Linked DNA regions of Arachis hypogaea: region 1 is linked to region 2. A link is a contact called in public Hi-C data. All regions are on one chromosome and are shown on one strand. The core of a region is the stretch at or near the end of the contact, and the rest is flanking DNA. Distances in the headings are between cores, read along the strand shown.

What was found. A called contact is a pair of places that touch in the nucleus more often than the background predicts.
Region 1: a contact with region 2 is called in a Hi-C map of an unstated tissue, with 5 times the contacts expected there. The contact joins the promoter of LOC112796906 here to the enhancer-like site in region 2. A contact is called at or near these places in 3 of 8 Hi-C or Micro-C datasets (leaf and an unstated tissue).

Annotation. Positions count from the first base shown.
Region 1 is chr4:83,118,547-83,122,660 of arahy.Tifrunner.gnm2.J5K5, forward strand. LOC112796906 (delta-1-pyrroline-5-carboxylate synthase) reads left to right here and starts at 2,548. Exons shown (of 20, transcript XM_025839585.3): 1 at 2,548-3,137. The coding sequence starts at 2,964.
Region 2 is chr4:82,974,601-82,978,504 of arahy.Tifrunner.gnm2.J5K5, forward strand. No RefSeq gene overlaps it. Among protein-coding and RNA genes, the nearest start is that of LOC112796905, 9.0 kb to the left of the region's middle. Within about 2 kb of position 1,716, at least 2 of the 3 cell types and tissues checked have open chromatin away from gene starts, as enhancers often do.

The DNA of each region.
Region 1 (4,114 bases), core at 1,298-3,797, 140 kb after region 2:
TCTCTGAGATAAGTAATTTTTTTGCTGATTGTACAACCTCAATATCCAAAAAATATTTTAATGGTCAAAATCTTTAATTAAGAAGTGTTGGTGCAAAATAGACTTAATGGTAGCAAGTTTAAAAATGGAATTAGCTTAAGAACAATATCGTCAACATAGACTAGAAGGATAGAAATTTGAGTACCAGTGAACTTAACAAATAGACTATAATCAGATAAGATCTGTTGATATCCATGAGATAGTAAAAGATGAGAAAGTTTGTCATACCACATACGACTAGATTGTCGTAAACCATACAATGACTTCAGTAGCTTGCAACATTGACTTGGTCGATGATATGTAAATCCGGGTGGCAGAGTCATATAAACATCTTCATAAAGATTTTCATGTAAGAAAGTATTATTGACATCCAACTGATGTATGGGTCAATGCTTCATAGATGCTAATGCCAAAACCAATCTGATGGTGGCAGGCTTGACAATAGGGAAAAAGGTTTTCAAGAAATCAACACTTTAAGTAAGGGTGAATCCTTTAGCCACAAGGCGTGCCTTATATCAATCAATTGAACCATCAAGCTTGCATTTGATGCGATAGATCCATTTATAGCCAACCAGCTTAATACCTACAAGACAATCAAAAGATGCCAAGTTTTGTTCAACTCAAGAGCATCCAGCTCATCTTTCATAGCATTACGCTAATTAAAATATTGATTGGTGTGTTTAAAAGACTTTGCCTCAATATCAGAATGTAGAGATAAAAAAAACTTATGATAAGAAGATGAAAGAGAAAAAAAGACGTAAATAAAGATAGGGGATACCAGCACTTTAAGGGAGAGAAATTTGTGGAGGTGAGAGAGGAATTGCACAAATAATAAGAGATATATGCTAAAGATCAGTGAGGTCAGTCAGAATGATGAGGATGAGATTGCTCAGGTTATGAGGAAGGTAACGTGGGATGAAGAGGTGATAGTGGACTAATGTCTATTGCAGAAGGAGGAAAGAATGTATGACTTGAAATAGATTCGGTGGTCATGGGTTCAAGTTGGTTAGGACATGACAGTGAGAAAGAAGGAGAGGTTGTTGGAGAAAAGAAACAATTAGATGGAAGTGGGTCAATGGGCATGGATAAGGTTTAACTGGAAGACTAACTAAATCTTATTTTTGACAAGGTGTGTCTGGCAATGTTGGGCTGGGTGTATGAAATTGGACATTTTTTGTGACTAAGGGCAAGATCATTTCATAAAAAATTAAATTTCTAGAGATCTCAATTCTTTTATCTTCTAAAACATAAATAATTTATCCTTTAAAATCATGTTCAAAACCAATAAACATAGTCTTTTTGGCTCTTGGATCAAATTTTGATCTATTTGCCATTAGGGTAGAAATAAAACATAAGTATCCAAAAATTTTAAAGTCATGATAAGTTGGTGGATGATTAAATAAAATCTTAAATGGTGTTTTAAAATTAATTGCAGATGATGGAACTCTATTAAACAAATAAACACCATGTTTAAGAGCATAAGACCAAAAAGATAATGGTAAGTTAGATTGAAATATAAGAGCAAAAACTATATTCAAAATATGTTGATGCTTGCGTTCTACCCTTCCATTTTGTTGAGGAGTATCAGCACAATTACGTTGATGAATGATGCCCTTTGAATCATAAAAATCATGTAAAATGAATTCTGGTCCATTATCGGAATGGACAACTTTGACATTAGAGTTGAATTTTGATTTGAAAAATTATTAACAATAGAAAAAGTACTGAAAGAACAAAGATAATAAGTAGTTGGATTTGGCAAAAGTCCAAGTTGGTTTGAAAGACGAGTTTTTTTATTAGAAGAATGGTTATTTCTGTTTTGCGATCTAAAAAATGAGTTTTAGCCTTTCTTAGAAGTGCCATAAGAAAAGAGTGCTGGGCTAACGAGAGAGTCAAAGGAGGCTCTGATGAAGTTGCTGGTGTGCCCTTTCTCTTTGACCTAGAACAAAGTAGAGAGGTAAAGGGACAACAACAACATTTATAGAAGAATGATTATTCATTGTAGGAGGGGTTGATGGAGTTTTGGGATCTGGATTGATTGGTTTATCCATAACTGTCAACAGAGTTCAAAATCGAGTTCTGATATCATAATAAAATTTAAAGAATATGCAAAGATAACGAAAATTGTGTTATCTATTTGTTGATTGAAAAAATTATAAAAGTAAAATTAATATATAAGCCGAAATTATAACCAAAATAATTTTATTAGACTCAATTTATGACTTGATAGAAGATTTTTTTATTATTATCATGAGTTAAAGTAAATGAATATTTAATAAACTTGACCCATTTTGACAATCTTAATTATAATCAATTATATATTTGCTTATGATATAGTTTTTGAATTTAGAAAATATTGGCAATATATAACATCAATTTTAATTCTAACCTATATAAAATAAAATCAAATATACTAACCGAAAGCTATGTAGTACACATATAAATTAATATTTAAGAAAATTTTTTTTGGCACATATATATATATATATACTTTTAGTACATTGAAACATATATTATATATTATTCCCGAAATATATGTCTTATGAACTTATGGGAGGCGGCGTAAACATGTGTAGTAATAATAAGCTTAAAATAAAGCATTTGTATCATATAATTGATCACTTGAACCGGAAGGAAATTAAGTACTTGTCAAGACTCAAGAGTAGTAAATTAAACTTTGTATTTTATATAACAATGATTAATCTTAGTAGCACACGGAAACCACATAACAACAAATAAAATTCGGTTTAGCATTCTTTAACAAACATGTCTGTATATACGTATGAATAATGTATGCATATATAAATACCCAATCGTTAAAAACCAGAACCAAGTGCTTTCAGAAAACAGCACCTTAGCTTGTATTCCAAATTAATTGGAGCTTCATTTGTCTAAGGTATCAGAACCAGATAACATACACAAAGATGCAGCCTCCCGTCAAAAATGGTTTCAACGTGTTTTTGGGCAACTCGACGGAGTGGCGCCTTTCGAATGGGCCGGCTTACTTGAACTCGCCGACGGCATACATAGAACCTGAATCAGTCACCTTGGATCCTTCTCGAGCTTTCTTGAAGGATGTCAAGCGCCTCATCGTTAAGGTTAGTTATTATTTGTTAGCCCAAACAAATGAATTCTATTGACAACCATTTTTTTTTTTTTGGTTACAGAACGGCCATGAAATTTGAAAATATAGACCTTATACATATATACAGAACAATTGTGCACTTATCATGAGTTTTATTTTTGGTATTTGGTATTATATATTTTTTTAAATTTCTCTGTTTTGCTATTTATTTTGTTTAAAACGCGAAGTAGCTTGAAAACCATTATCACTAGTTCATCCCTACTGTCTTTGTATTTTTATTTTATTCTCCCGGGGGATGGATTTTTTTTTCTATTTTTATTTGTTATTATTATTTTTTAGAAAGAAATCTGCATTGTTTGTCCCCTGCTTTGTATATAGTTCACAGAAAACCTTGTAAATGTTGCCCGTCTCAACTCCAAATTGGTTTTTAATTTGATTTCTTTTTTATTCGTTGCGTTTTTCGTCACGATGGCTCCTAAAACTGTGTTTTGGGTTATTTAATCTGGATATTTGGTATTTGGGGAGAAACGATGAGATTATTGAACCCATAGTGTGGTTCCACCAAGAGTTGTTCTTAGTTCACCATACTATTAGCAGCTAACGGAATATGTTATGCCTTGAAATGTCATGATCAAAGTGTCCTTCAATCTATCATGGGCTATATGTAATTATGTTATGTAAGAAAATTTTTGGATTATGTCATTGATTCAAGAAGTTATATTTTGCATATTTATCATGTTTCGCCATTTAGTTGATACATAATTTTATGAGCAATGTTAGGGGCCAACAATTTTTGTGATTGTTAGCCATCAACTAGACATCAATGATGATTTGATGGTGTGAGATTGGTGTGAGATTTCATCCAATGACTCACATTTTTTTGCTGGTTAAATGCTGGCCAAAATTCAACAAAACTGCTGACCCCTAGACTTTTCCTAATTTTATTTCTGAAATACGTATGGCTGTAAACTTCATTTCATTCTAATTTTT
Region 2 (3,904 bases), core at 466-2,965:
TATCCATGCAATGCGGCAAAGTATAGAATTGCCACACTGAGAAATCAAACTAACTCTTATTCCCCTCAATGGTATTGCATGCATGCAAAAGACAGCTGGTAATTTCTGAAAAAAATCAAAATATGTTAAAAAATTATTATAATAATGAACAGCTTAAACTAAAAAAATTTAAATATATTACCAATCGTTGAAATTGCATATTTGAATTTGTCACGAATTTAGCAAAACTAAACTGAAACTGAGAGAATTCAATTTCATTATGTTCTCCACTTCAAAGATTTTTGGGCAGACGTAAAAAGTATGGAGGGGATGGAACTTGAACTTGCCTTATAAAGTTCCGTGGATGCAATTCCTCAATCAAAAATCGAGCTCCTCCTAAGAAATCTAACTTTAACCACATTCCATTGGGTTGGTCATAATAGGTGAGTAGATCCAACCATCCTTCGGTAAAGTAGAGACTATTGTCTCTTCTTTGAACGCTTACATCCATGTAGTTGGAATTCGAATCAGTGAAGACAACTCGATGAGGTATTTCATGGATGTGATGCATTGTAAATGATTGTGACAAAAGACAATCGAACTGGAACATTAGACGATAAGAATAACTTAGAGTAACAACAAATAAAAAATTATCAAAAAGATAATATAATAGAATGAGTATATGAAAAATATTATAAAAAATTAGAAATTGTACCTTAAAAGGATCAACTTCAATAAAAAAACGAAGAATACATTCTTATTCTATGAAGTAGTAAAAAAAATAAAAAAACACTAAATATAAAATTATGAATTGACTCTCAAATTTAGATTCATGTACCACAGGAAAATACTATATATAGACTTTAGTAAAACAAAAATAAATATGTAAATTATCTATTATTAAGGTAATTTTTTAATAATGCATTAAATATTGATTTGATACAATTATGATGAATATATGTTCCTAAATTAGTATAATTATATATTAATTTCATCGTATCACGGGTAACAAAATTTTTTATTATTAGTATTACTATTATTGATATTATTATTATCATTAAGATGAATAAAAGTATTTTTAATTGAGAATTGATAAATAGTTTAATGGTGCATTAAATTTTGATTTGATACAATTATAATAAAAGTATGTTTTTAAATTAGTATAATTATATATTATTCATTAAATATTAAATACAAAATAATTATATTAAAGATATTTTTTATAAAATAATTTAGAAAAATTATTTGATATACGTGAATCGGATAACAAAGATTTATTATTATTATTATTATTATTATTATTATTATTATTATTATTACTATTATTGATATTATTATTATCATTAAAATTATTAAAAGTATTTTTAATTGATAATTGATAAGTAGTTTAATAGTGCATTAAATATTGATTTGATATAATTATAACGAAGATATGTTGCTAAATTAGTATAATTTTATATATATATATATATATATATTATTCATTTAGTATTAATTATAATATAATTACAATAAAATAATTTAGAATAGAAAAAAAATTATTCGTTTAGGAAAAACGGAAGTATAAGAGATCGACACGTCATATTTAGTAGTTGGGGGAAAATCCAATTTTAGTATATTAAGTAGATTTCGACCAATTATATGGTACAGATGTTAATGATACAGATTCAAGAATTGAGTGACAAGTGGCACGGCGCTCCTTACAGGGGACAGGCTTGTTTGAGATCTCTGCAGCTTGTCGGGCTTGCTTGATGGAGCCACGGCTAGGGAGCGAAAGAGCTACCGTGCAAATCCCGTAATGTGTCTAGGAAAGTAATGGGCTCTGTTCTTTATTTTTTCTTTTTTGTCATTGGGAGTGGGCTCCTTTATATGTATACAATTCTGTATATGGATTGTGCTTGTAAAACTTGATAGTGGGTTTAGGGAGAAGTGGATAAAGTATAGTGTATCGACAAAAAAAATAAACTGTTGTATCTATGTGTAGAGTTTTTTATATGGCCGAAACCAACATTAGTTATTACTATTATATTGTTGTGCATGTTTACAGAAGAAAATAATTGATTCAAAATTTTTGAAAAAATATATGTTGTATTACGCATGTATTTGGATAATGTGTGTTTTTCTAATAAAATTTTAAGAATGAATATAAATATTTGAAATAAATTGGTAATGTACAGAACGTCTCTGATACGGTTCAGGAGGGGAATCGGGAACCTGCGGGTCGAGATGGATGTCGGACAGTCCAAGCGGAGCGGAGGGGAGATACCTGCAAAGACACTCCGACGCTCAAGTCAGAATGGATCCAAGAGGTAGGGAGTGTGAGGGATGAATGAATACCTGAAGGGGACTTGGGTCCTTTTATTTATAGGAGATGGGGACCTGTCTTATCTTATCTTATTTGGTTTAAGATAAGGGAGATGTTTGAGTTTGAAAGTTGGTTAGGAGCTCCTTAGGGCCGGTTTTGGGCCTTTCGGAAGGGGGAGACGGGTTGGTCCGAGGAGCCGGGTTCGGGTCCGGTCTCGGGTCCGGGATCCGTGGGCCGGATCCGTAACAGTTGCCCCCCAGCGGGAGAGCGAGCAAGGTCGGTTTGTCGCTAGGAGGTGAGGCGTTTTTCAGTGCGTCTCCAGTCTTTCTCGAGTGTCCGTTCGGTGACGAAGTCGGCCTCTCGGTTTTGTTTGGTGAAAGATTTGTCTGACCATTTTTGGTCTTGACATGACCTTTCCGTGTCTGCTGCGCCCGTTGCGTTCTTCGAGGCGTGATTTATTAGTTTGTTTTTCCAAGGGGGCATTTATTGCGAGAGGGTTTTTTCTCTTTCTTGCCCCTGTGAGTCTTCATTGTGCCTAGGGTTAGTTGTGTCTTTTTGCTTTCTTTTGAAACCGTACCTGCTTTTGTTCCATTTCCCTCGTCCGTTTCTTTTTTCTAAAGGAAAAAACTCTTCATTTCTGAAAGGGAACTCCTCTTTTCTCCGTGGTTTTTACTTTCTGGTGCCGCTCTGTTTCTTCTGTCTTCCTAGTTCTTCCTCAAGCTTCCTTCTAAATTACCAGGTTGGCATGCTTTGCCTTTTTCTTCTTTACTTTGTGCATGCTTGTTCTGTTTTTGCCATGCGTTGTTCTGCCTATTTTTCCTTTTTTATTGCTTGTTTATTGTGCTTGGTGTTTCATTTGTTGAGTTTTGGGGGAGGGGCTGAGCACCGCCATTTTTATCTTGATTGTAGTGGTGGGTCATCGCGTTGGGTTGGTAGTGGTGCTAGGTTTTTGTCTTGTTACTGCGTAGAGTTGGTAGGCTAATGGTGGTGCTCCTCCCTGTTTTAGGTATGCAGTGTCGGAGAAATGAGGGTGTGGGAGCCTCAGTAGCCCCTTCCAGGGGCGTTCCCAATCGCTATGGTTGGGTGACCAGCGATGTATGGGGTGTTCCGTTGCGGATGACGGAGGGTGATCTCCAGCGGCTCCGCGACCAGGGGGCAATTTGCGGTGGTGGTGATGAGGAGGGGCGATATGAGCTCGTGCTCCCTGATGCCAATGAGCGCGTCTGTTATTTGAACCTCCATTCGCCCACCGTGCCGGACTGGATGTGGGTTTATGAGTCCATGTTTACTCGGCTTGGCGTGCGGTTCCCGTTTTCGTCGTTTGTCCAGGGTTTACTTAGTCGGTGTTCCGTAGCGCCGTCTCAGCTTCACCCGAATAGCTGGGCAGCCGTGCGATGTTTTGAGCTGGTGTGCCGGTATCTCGATCTTCCGGCTTCAGTTCCTGTTTTTCTCTTTCTTGTCTTGTGCACTCTTCCGACTAAGGAGGGGAAGCACAAGAAAGGATATATGTCTTTTCGTGCTCAATCTCATCGCCGGATTTTTGGGTTGTTTGAAGATTCTTTTCATGGATTTAAATGGGAGTATTTTAAGGTGCGTCCCGTTCAGGGGCACCATCCGTTT